3 separate regions of the Gossypium hirsutum genome follow, and regions 1 and 3 are each linked to region 2. Evidence: chromatin contacts called from public Hi-C data. All regions are on one chromosome and are shown on one strand. Each heading gives the region's core, a stretch centred on a gene start, on an enhancer-like site or on the middle of the called end of the contact. The rest is flanking DNA. Distances are from core to core; before and after follow the strand shown.

Region 1 (3,105 bases), core at 126-2,625, 410 kb before region 2:
TGGATGTTATAATCAGCCAAGGTCCTCCCATCCTCAAGCTGCTTCCCTGCAAAGATCAAACGTTGTTGGTCTGGTGGGATCCCTTCCTTGTCTTGAATCTTCGCCTTTACATTGTCGATGGTGTCCGAACTCTCCACCTCTAAGGTGATGGTCTTGCCAGTCAAGGTTTTCACGAAGATCTGCATGCCCCCGCGAAGACGGAGGACGAGGTGGAGGGTGGATTCCTTCTGGATATTATAATCGGCCAAGGTACGGCCATCTTCGAGCTGTTTGCCGGCGAAGATGAGACGCTGCTGGTCTGGTGGGATGCCTTCCTTGTCTTGGATTTTAGACTTGACATTGTCGATGGTGTCGGAGCTCTCGACTTCGAGGGTGATGGTCTTACCGGTTAAGGTTTTGACGAAGATCTGCATACCCCCACGAAGACGGAGGACAAGGTGGAGGGTGGATTCCTTCTGGATGTTGTAATCGGCCAAGGTACGGCCGTCTTCGAGCTGTTTGCCGGCGAAGATGAGACGCTGCTGGTCTGGTGGGATGCCTTCCTTGTCTTGAATTTTAGACTTTACATTATCGATGGTGTCAGAGCTCTCGACTTCGAGGGTGATGGTCTTGCCGGTTAAGGTTTTGACGAAGATCTGCATACCCCCACGAAGACGTAGGACAAGGTGGAGGGTGGATTCCTTCTGGATGTTGTAATCGGCCAAGGTACGGCCATCTTCGAGCTGTTTTCCGGCGAAGATGAGACGCTGCTGGTCTGGTGGGATGCCTTCCTTGTCTTGGATTTTAGACTTCACATTATCGATGGTGTCGGAGCTCTCGACTTCGAGGGTGATGGTCTTGCCGGTTAAGGTTTTGACGAAGATCTGCATACCCCCACGAAGACGGAGGACAAGGTGGAGGGTGGATTCCTTCTGAATGTTGTAATCGGCCAAGGTACGGCCGTCCTCGAGCTGTTTGCCGGCGAAGATGAGACGCTGCTGGTCTGGTGGGATGCCTTCCTTGTCTTGAATTTTAGACTTTACATTATCGATGGTGTCAGAACTCTCAACCTCGAGGGTGATGGTCTTGCCGGTAAGGGTTTTGACGAAGATCTGCATCGTTTGAGAGAGTTGATTGAAAAAAGATTTGAGAAGAGCTTAAATCGGTTTGCGTTGGATGGAGAGAGAGAGGCGGTGAGGCGATGCTTATATAGAAGAGAGGGTGTGGATTTTCTTAGGTTGGAAGGTCTGGAGGAAACGAGAAAATTGCGGTCAGATGAGTCGGCGTGCAGTTTCGTTAGCCACACGGTGCTGTTTCTAAGATTGGCCTAAACAACTTGCTAATTAATTCACGAATCTTCTCGTTTCCTTATCCCCACCTCCTCATCCAACTCCACTAACCAATTTTTTAATTCCAATTATACCTATTTTATTATTATTTACTTGAATAAATATTTTTCACTTAATTATTATAATGTATACTTTGTTTTTTAAAGAATAATATTTGATTCACTTAAACATAATTAAATATTAACTTTAATTATTATAAATAGATATTAATAACTTTCGAGAAATTAGGTTTAGAAATTTAGAGTATAAAATTTTAACATTTATTTATAAGTTTATTATTTTTTATTTTATTTAATGATGATGTGATATATTATTATTTACCGAACATTGCATTAAAGCTTTTTTTTAATATTTTAATTATATGATAAGATTTGAAAGTAAATAAAATACATACAGATATTTTATTACATAATAATTAATTATAATGGTACCCATTTTTTAAAAGAATATAAATATTCTAATATAAAATAAATAAAATGATTAAGATAAAATATGTAGTGTAACAAAAAAAATTATATCATATTTAATATTAAAAAAATTTAAAAGAATTCAAATAAGTTTAGAGATAGCTTATATTAGGATAATTTTAAAAATATATAGTTTTTAGACATAAATAAATTAATGCCACATTATCAATTTTTGAATATTTACAAATATCATTCTATACTCAATCATATATAGAATATATCTGTAATTTAATTAAAATAATTACAATTTTAGGGGAAAACATTGAAACTATATGACGGGAAAAATATAATAAAAAGTAAATAAAGTTTTAAAATTCTTAAATCGATAATTAAAAATAAAAAAACTGATAAAAATCATAAATACAAATTGAAAAAAAACTAAAATCAACCATTAAAAATTTAGAAAAAAAAGAAAAAAATAAAAATTAGAAAAATTATAACCACCATGGTTAGTATTATCAAATTCTGAAATTTGATTAAAAATTTAAAAAATAGGAATTAAAAATTAAAATTAAAAAAGAAAAATATACCTGCCTAAAAATTAAAAGAATTAATTGGCTAAATATAAAACACGATTTGAAAGCAAATAAAAAAACCATTAAATATAAAAAGAACTAAAATGATTTAAAAATTATAAAAGAAGGAAATTTGTTTATTTATTAAATTTATTAATTTTTTATGTAATTTAATTAAAGTTAAATTAAGTTAGAGAAGATATTAAATATAGATAAATATATAATAAAATTTTTATATTTTTAAAAGTTAATAATATGATATTATATTATTGGTGTTTAAAAACTATATATTTATTATCCTTATATAATTTATTTCCAATAAATTAATAACAAATTCTAGCAAATAATTGGCGTTGAGCTTTGCTCTGCAATGGTCTTCTACTAACTTGTCGAATGAAGGGGGTTCTGTTTACAGATTCACAGGCTTTATGTTATGCTATCTACTCCTCTGATTGGTCCGAATATGGCACTATTATAGCTGATTGCAAGGAGATTCTTCGGAATAGGAATGACATAAAATTTCAATGGGTTAGTCGGTCTAGTAATGAAGCAGTACATATGCTTGCGAAAAGTGTCTGTTGCTTTTGGAGCTATATTCCAAGCTGTATTTCAGATTTTATTTAATAAATGTTAGTGATAAGCCCGAATTAAATAATGAACAAAAATGAATAAACGAAATTAGACATAAATATTTTAAGGGAAGAAACTCCTCTAAATAAGATAAAAATCACAGAAAAAAAAGTCTTCACTAAAAACAACAAATAACCAAAGAGGAGTACAAGATAGAGAAACAAA
Region 2 (3,113 bases), core at 201-2,700:
TGTCTTTCATTGTTATTATTTTTCTGGTGGTTAGAAGTATCATTGTTATGACCACCATGATAACGATTACTAATACGTCCCCGACCACGTCCCCTACTACGTTCACGACCTCGGCCGCGACTTCTATATTTTCTATTTTTATAATTATTGTGTACTGCGACATTCACTTCAGGGAATGGTGCAGAACCAGTGGGACGAATTCCATGATTTTTCATCAATAGCTCATTATTTTGCTCAGCCACCAAAAGGCATGAAATCAATTCAGAATACCTTTTAAAACCTTTTTCACGGTATTGCTGCTGCAAGAGCACATTAGTAGCGTGAAAGGTTGAAAATGTTTTCTCTAACAAGTCCTTATCAGTTATGTTTTCTCCACATAATTTTAGTTGAGAACTAATTTTGAAAAGTTCTGAATTGTATTCACTTACAGTCTTAAAATCTTGCAACCGTAAGTGCATCCAATCATAACGAGCTTTAGGGAGTATCACAGTTTTCTGATGGTCAAATCGTTCTTTCAAATTTTTCCACAACTCAAGAGGGTCTTTCACAGTGAGATATTCCACTTTTAATCCTTCATGCAGATGATGACGGATGAAAATCATTGCTTTTGCAGTGTCTTGATTAGATGCTTCTTTATTTGCTAATATAGTATTTCCTAGACTTTTAGCATATAGGTGAATTTCAGCATCTAACACCCATGACAAATAGTTCTTGCCTGAGATGTCTAAGGCCGCAAATTCAAGTTTGGCAAGATTTGACATTATAATCACTTGAATCAAAATAAAAAAAATATTAATAAATTAATAAGTATTCTCAATCGTAAATAATTCAATTATATATACCAAATTTGCTAAATAATAATATGTATGTCAAATATTGGCATAAAGAGGAATAGTCATGATAATAACTTAACACAAATTAAATTAATTGAAATTTCTTTTAATAAAAAAATGTATATATAAATTATCATTATTAGATTTTAGTTGTAAAAATAAATATGCAAATGTTACCCAAAACAAATATTTCATCTAGAAAATAAAATAAAAGAATTATGAAAATACGTATACCGTATATAGTTTAACGGGAGTTATACGGGCAAATTATAAAAAGTCGAAATGACGTAAACTTCACTATGAATTCGTAGAAACTCATGCTGATAACGTGTTATAGAAAAATTAATAAAACAATAAATAAAAGAGGATGAAAATACGAGAAAATTTCATTATTTTATTTTCACTTACAAGGTACTATTTATAAGCTCCTTTACATTCAATTAATAAAGGTATTACATTGAATGAATTAAAGTTTTTTAATTACTTTATTTAATAATCTCTTAATTATAAATTAAGTAAAGAGTTTTATCTCATTACTTTAATATGCTTAAAAAGAGTTTACGACCTCCGTCTAATTTACAACAAAAAGGAGATTTTTTTAAATACAAAATAGAAAAGAACATAATTGGGGGCCGAATGGTAAGTGCCCAAAGTCAAGAAAATGGAGGTGAAAATCTGAGCATATCAAACTCAATACAAAATAAATTATAATAAAGAAAACCTGGAAATCTTTCCCATTTTCATCATCAATCCCTCTCTCAGTTTATAACTACAAAGACCGAATAAGATCACTCTCTTGAATCCTCCACCGTCCATTCCGTTGACTTCCCTTAAACTTCCCGAAAAGTCTAACCTCTTCTCATAACTCCAACCATACAGGGCCCTTCTCCTCCTTTGATCCCCCATTCCCCATTTCAACAACAGAAAATTACCCATAAAAGACTTATTTTCTTTTTGGGTTTTCTTTTGGTCTTCGGATTTAGGAAATAAGAAATTTTCAAAATTGGGAAGAAGTAGAAGAAACCCTAGTGTGTCATGATCAGATGTTATCGGGTGTAAGATAAGCGACACCATGATCAACACGGCCAACGGTACGATTTCGACCTCTTCGTCCTCGGCAAACGCTCAATCGCCGGGTTTGAAGACTTATTTTAAAACTCCAGAAGGTCGATATAAGCTTCACTATGAAAAGACTCACCCTTCTAGCCTTCTTCACTATGCTCATGGCAAAACTGTTACTCAGGTAACTTCAAATTCCTAGGGTTTCCTTTTTTTTCTTAAATTATTGAAAAGAAGACTATCTTTTGTGTTACTTATTTGGGTTTTGATCAAGACCAATCATCCGATTTCACTTTAAATTACTCTCTTTTGTTTTTCTTTATTTCTTTTTATTTTAGTGTGGGTTTTCCTTTTTGTGTTTTTGATACACTAATGTTATAATTAGATAATGAGAACATTTCCAATTTATTAGTGAGAAGAGGGGTTTTTACATGTACCCATCTGTTAGAAGAACTTGAAGAACATATTTTATTAGATCATTTTGTATCATCGGTGTTTAAGCATTATTGATTACAAGTTTAAGCTTCAAAGAGTTTGAATCAATGCCCTTAGTTATAAAGTCAAATTTTGATCGTTTTGCTTATACTTATGTATTATTCGTTTGTTGAGATTGTATTGATTAAGTCCGGCTGTCAGGTTACCCTAGCACATTTGAAGGAGAAGCCAGCTCCATCAACTCCGACGTCTTCATCGTCCAGCTACAGTGCCAGCAGTGGGGTCAGATCAGCAGCAGCAAGGTGGCTAGGTGCTGGGAACGGGAGCCGCACGCTTGGATTTGCTGGAGGGAATGGTGGGAGTAAAAGTATTGGTAGTACTAGTAGGATTGGGTCATTGGGTGCTTCAAGTTCTAGTAATTCAATCAATAATATGAATTTTGATGGGAAAGGGACTTATTTAATCTTTAACGTTGGTGATGCTATCTTTATAAGTGATTTGAATTCTCAGGACAAGGTAATTTAGCATTTTTTTTTGTTATGGTTTTTGATGTAAGAGAAGCCATCTGTTGTTTTTGAGAATATTGGTGTTTAATGTAGGATCCAATAAAGTCTATCAATTTCAGTAATTCGAACCCTATCTGCCACGCATTTGATCAAGATGCCAAAGATGGCCATGATTTGCTTATCGGGTTGAATTCTGGTGATGGTAATTCTTCTTAGCTTATTCTAATTTGCAATTTTAGCTCAAGGGTTTAAACTCTGCAAATTTATCAGTTCTGTGTGT
Region 3 (3,237 bases), core at 550-3,049, 430 kb before region 2:
AACAAATTAAATAAATAATAACCAAACTTTTCCACTTAGCAAAGCATTCGAGAAATCTATCGTTTCCAAAGCCATACCCACTCTCCCTTTCCATGGAAAACCAAACAGCAACCTCTAATTCTAAGCAAAAAATCATACCGTCACCTCCTCCCTGATCTCAAATCGAGCCCCCCTAAGATCATCGATCTTCAAGGAAATCAACACGGCCAGTAAAAGCCACCAGCCTTCATACCCTCACCCCACGGCCTTCAATATCCTCCTCTCGTCAGAGCCCCCTTCAAATTCCTTGCGATACTATCAGAGAAGCATTTCCACCATTTCTTTCAACTTCCCCCAACTATTGCTCGCACCGATCGTTGTCCACCGCATCTCTCGCAAAATCCGACACACACCCCTCCAGATAAGTACTCCCCCTCTCTGGCTAGTATATGTGCAACTCTATTCGCATCTTTATGAACATGTCTAAATGAGCATCTTGTGAAACCTTCTGCTTTTTTTTTTTGCATCGTGTATATAAGCCCCTATAACCGAACCATTTTCATTGCAGGACCACATCCTTTTTGTCATCGACAAGGCGTCCCCTTCCACCAGCACTTCTCGAATCCCTAAAAATATCCCCCAAACCACTGCCTGGAGATATTCAAGGGCCTCTACTACAAAACTCGTAGGTATATGACGATTCACTATTGTCTTTGAACCCACCACTTGATCCTCCTAGTTTCTGGTTACAATCTCCGTGCAAGATCTCCTGTCATTTCCTTTAAACGCTGCATCAAAATTTACTTTAAGGAAAGAAGCCTCTAGAAGCCTCCATCGTTCACACTTCACCCTTTTAACAGGTAATTTCCTTTGTACCCCATTAACCTCTCTAATATAAGCCTCGACTATATGAATTATGTCTTGAGATAATATGATCCTTCTGTCATGTATTAGCCTGTTTCTGGTTGACCAAATATACCATAGAGTACAAATCACTGCTCTGCATGTAGTAGTAGAGAAAGAGGAAACAATATAATTAAGCCAATCCTGTAAAGAACTATTTGCAATATTATCAGGCCATTCAAGATCTAACTTTCTCCATATTTCTGCTACAGACGGATAGTCGCTAAAGATATGCTCAGAAGTTTCGACATCTCTTGTACATTTTGGGCACATTGCTGAACTTCGTATCCTCCTATTGTACAAATTGTAATAGCTAGGGATGTAATTTTTAAAAATTATCTATGTTGTAATTTTTATTTTCTCTGGTAAATTGATCTACCAGAGTTTTTTTATAAAAAGTTTTATAAGTATCACTCCTATCAGCAGCCACAACACTTTGAATTAAGATCTTATAGCCACTTCTTTCTGAAAAATCATTTGACGGCTCCTCCCCCCACCCCATCATGTCCTCCTGCGGATTCCCAACAATAAGAATACATCGGACCCTTTCAGCAATTTCCTCACCCAAATGCACTGTGAGTTTATGCAGGTTTTTTACAAAAATAGTACCCAAAAAAATAAAAAAACCAAAATAATATATTCAAGAAACTATGTACCAAAATGGTACATCTAGGGAGGTCACGCCTCTGTCATGGGCGGCACCACTCTAGTTCTTTTGACAAAAAAAAAACACAAATCACACAAATCTGTTAAAAAAACAGGATTTGACAACTCACCTGAGAGCACCAGTCACGCTTAGGGTGGAGGCAGCCATGGAAGAAGAAGAAGAAGAAGAGGGCGTCAGGAAAGGAAAGAAAGAAAGAAAAAAGAAAGAAGAGAGAGGGAATGAAAGAGAAAAATAAGGGAATAAATAAATAAATAAGAAAGTTTAGGGTTTAGAGAAGAATAATTAAACCCGCGTTTTAATTGCTATAGTTATTATTTCTTTTCCTTTTCTGGTTTTTTACAAGAATAATTAAAGTGTTAAAAATATAATTTTTTTGTTATATAATTTAATTTATTATTATTATTATTATGTTGATTTCATTGGAATTTAATTTTTAATTTTATTTTTATAAGGTATTATTTGGTTAAAAAGAGTTATTAAGGTATGTTTGTATTTATTTTATATTTTTATTGATTTATAATTTATTTTTAATGTTTATTGAAGTAAAAAAATCTATTTATGTTATGTACAAAGAATGTTTTATTTTTATATAATTTATTTGTTATGTGTGTTTTAGGTTGATTAGATATATTTTTTATGTAATTTAAATTATTTGGCATGTTATAATTATTTGTTGTAATTAATCATTACAAATTGGTTACTTATCTTGTATAATTAACCTGCAAAATATTACACTGTACTAAATTATGAGTTAAAAATTTATATCAACTTTTAAAATAACATAAAAAAATTTATACCGACTTTTAAAATAACAATACATACAATTATACATATAATATTTCTATTGAATAAACAAAGAGAAAAATAAAAATAAATAGTACAAATTTATAAACTTAAATATTTACATATACAAATAATATAGAAATATAAAAAAAAGAGAGGGAAGGAAAGAGAAAAATAAACTTAAATGTTACAAAATAAGGAAAAATAAATAAATAGAAAGGAAAGTTTAGGGTTTAATATTACAAATTTATAAACTTAAATATTTACAGATAATAATATTTCTATATTATTTGTATATGTAAATATTTAAGTTTATAAATTTGTAATATTTGTATAATAATATTTCTTTATTATTTGTATATACAAATTAAATTTTATAACAAAAAAAGATTACCTTTTAAAAATTTTAATTATTCTTCCCTAAACCTTAAACTTTCCTTTCTATTTATTTATTTTCCTCAATTTTCTCTTTCCTTCCCTCTCTATTCTTTCTTTCCTTTCTTGCCGCCCTCTTCTTCTTCTTCTTCTTCTTCTTCTTTTTCTTTTTCTTCTTCTTCCATGGCAACAACACTGGTGCCGCCTATGGGGAAGGCGTGACCGGTGCTAGGTGAGTTGTCAAATCCTTTTTTTAACAGATTTGTGTGATTTGTGTTTTTTTTTTGTCAAAAGACCTAGGGTGGTGCCGCCCATGACAGAGGCGTGACCACCCCAGATGTACCATTTTGGTACATAGTTTCTTGAATAAATTATTTTGGTATTTTTTATTTTTTTGGGTACTATTTCTGTAAAAAAACCTGAGTTTACGCTCATCCTACTGTCTTTCCTGAGGATTAATCAACTCAGACACTAACCAAATTGATAAGTTCCCTCCACATGGTTGTATTTTTCTTTCAGGCAACCTCAGA

Evidence for each region. A called contact is a pair of places that touch in the nucleus more often than the background predicts.
Region 1: a contact with region 2 is called in a Hi-C map of leaf, with 2.1 times the contacts expected there. The contact joins the promoter of LOC107933786 here to the promoter of LOC107948356 in region 2. A contact is called at or near these places in 11 of 34 Hi-C or Micro-C datasets (hypocotyl, leaf, petal and 1 more).
Region 3: a contact with region 2 is called in a Hi-C map of leaf, with 2.4 times the contacts expected there. The contact joins the promoter of LOC107948320 here to the promoter of LOC107948356 in region 2. A contact is called at or near these places in 11 of 34 Hi-C or Micro-C datasets (callus, hypocotyl, leaf and 2 more).

Annotation. Positions count from the first base shown.
Region 1 is chrA04:68,667,675-68,670,779 of Gossypium_hirsutum_v2.1, reverse strand. LOC107933786 (polyubiquitin) reads right to left here and starts at 1,375. Exons shown (of 1, transcript XM_016866070.2): 1 at 1-1,375. The coding sequence starts at 1,097.
Region 2 is chrA04:68,258,843-68,261,955 of Gossypium_hirsutum_v2.1, reverse strand. It overlaps LOC107948356 (dystrophia myotonica WD repeat-containing protein), which reads left to right and starts at 1,450. Exons shown (of 11, transcript XM_041111084.1): 1 at 1,450-2,076; 2 at 2,529-2,843; 3 at 2,927-3,035. The coding sequence starts at 1,906.
Region 3 is chrA04:68,687,850-68,691,086 of Gossypium_hirsutum_v2.1, reverse strand. It overlaps LOC107948320, which reads right to left and starts at 1,799. Exons shown (of 2, transcript XR_001697331.2): 1 at 1,659-1,799; 2 at 1-1,393. LOC107933779 (a long non-coding RNA gene) reads left to right here and starts at 615. Exons shown (of 2, transcript XR_001693706.2): 1 at 615-839; 2 at 1,095-1,299.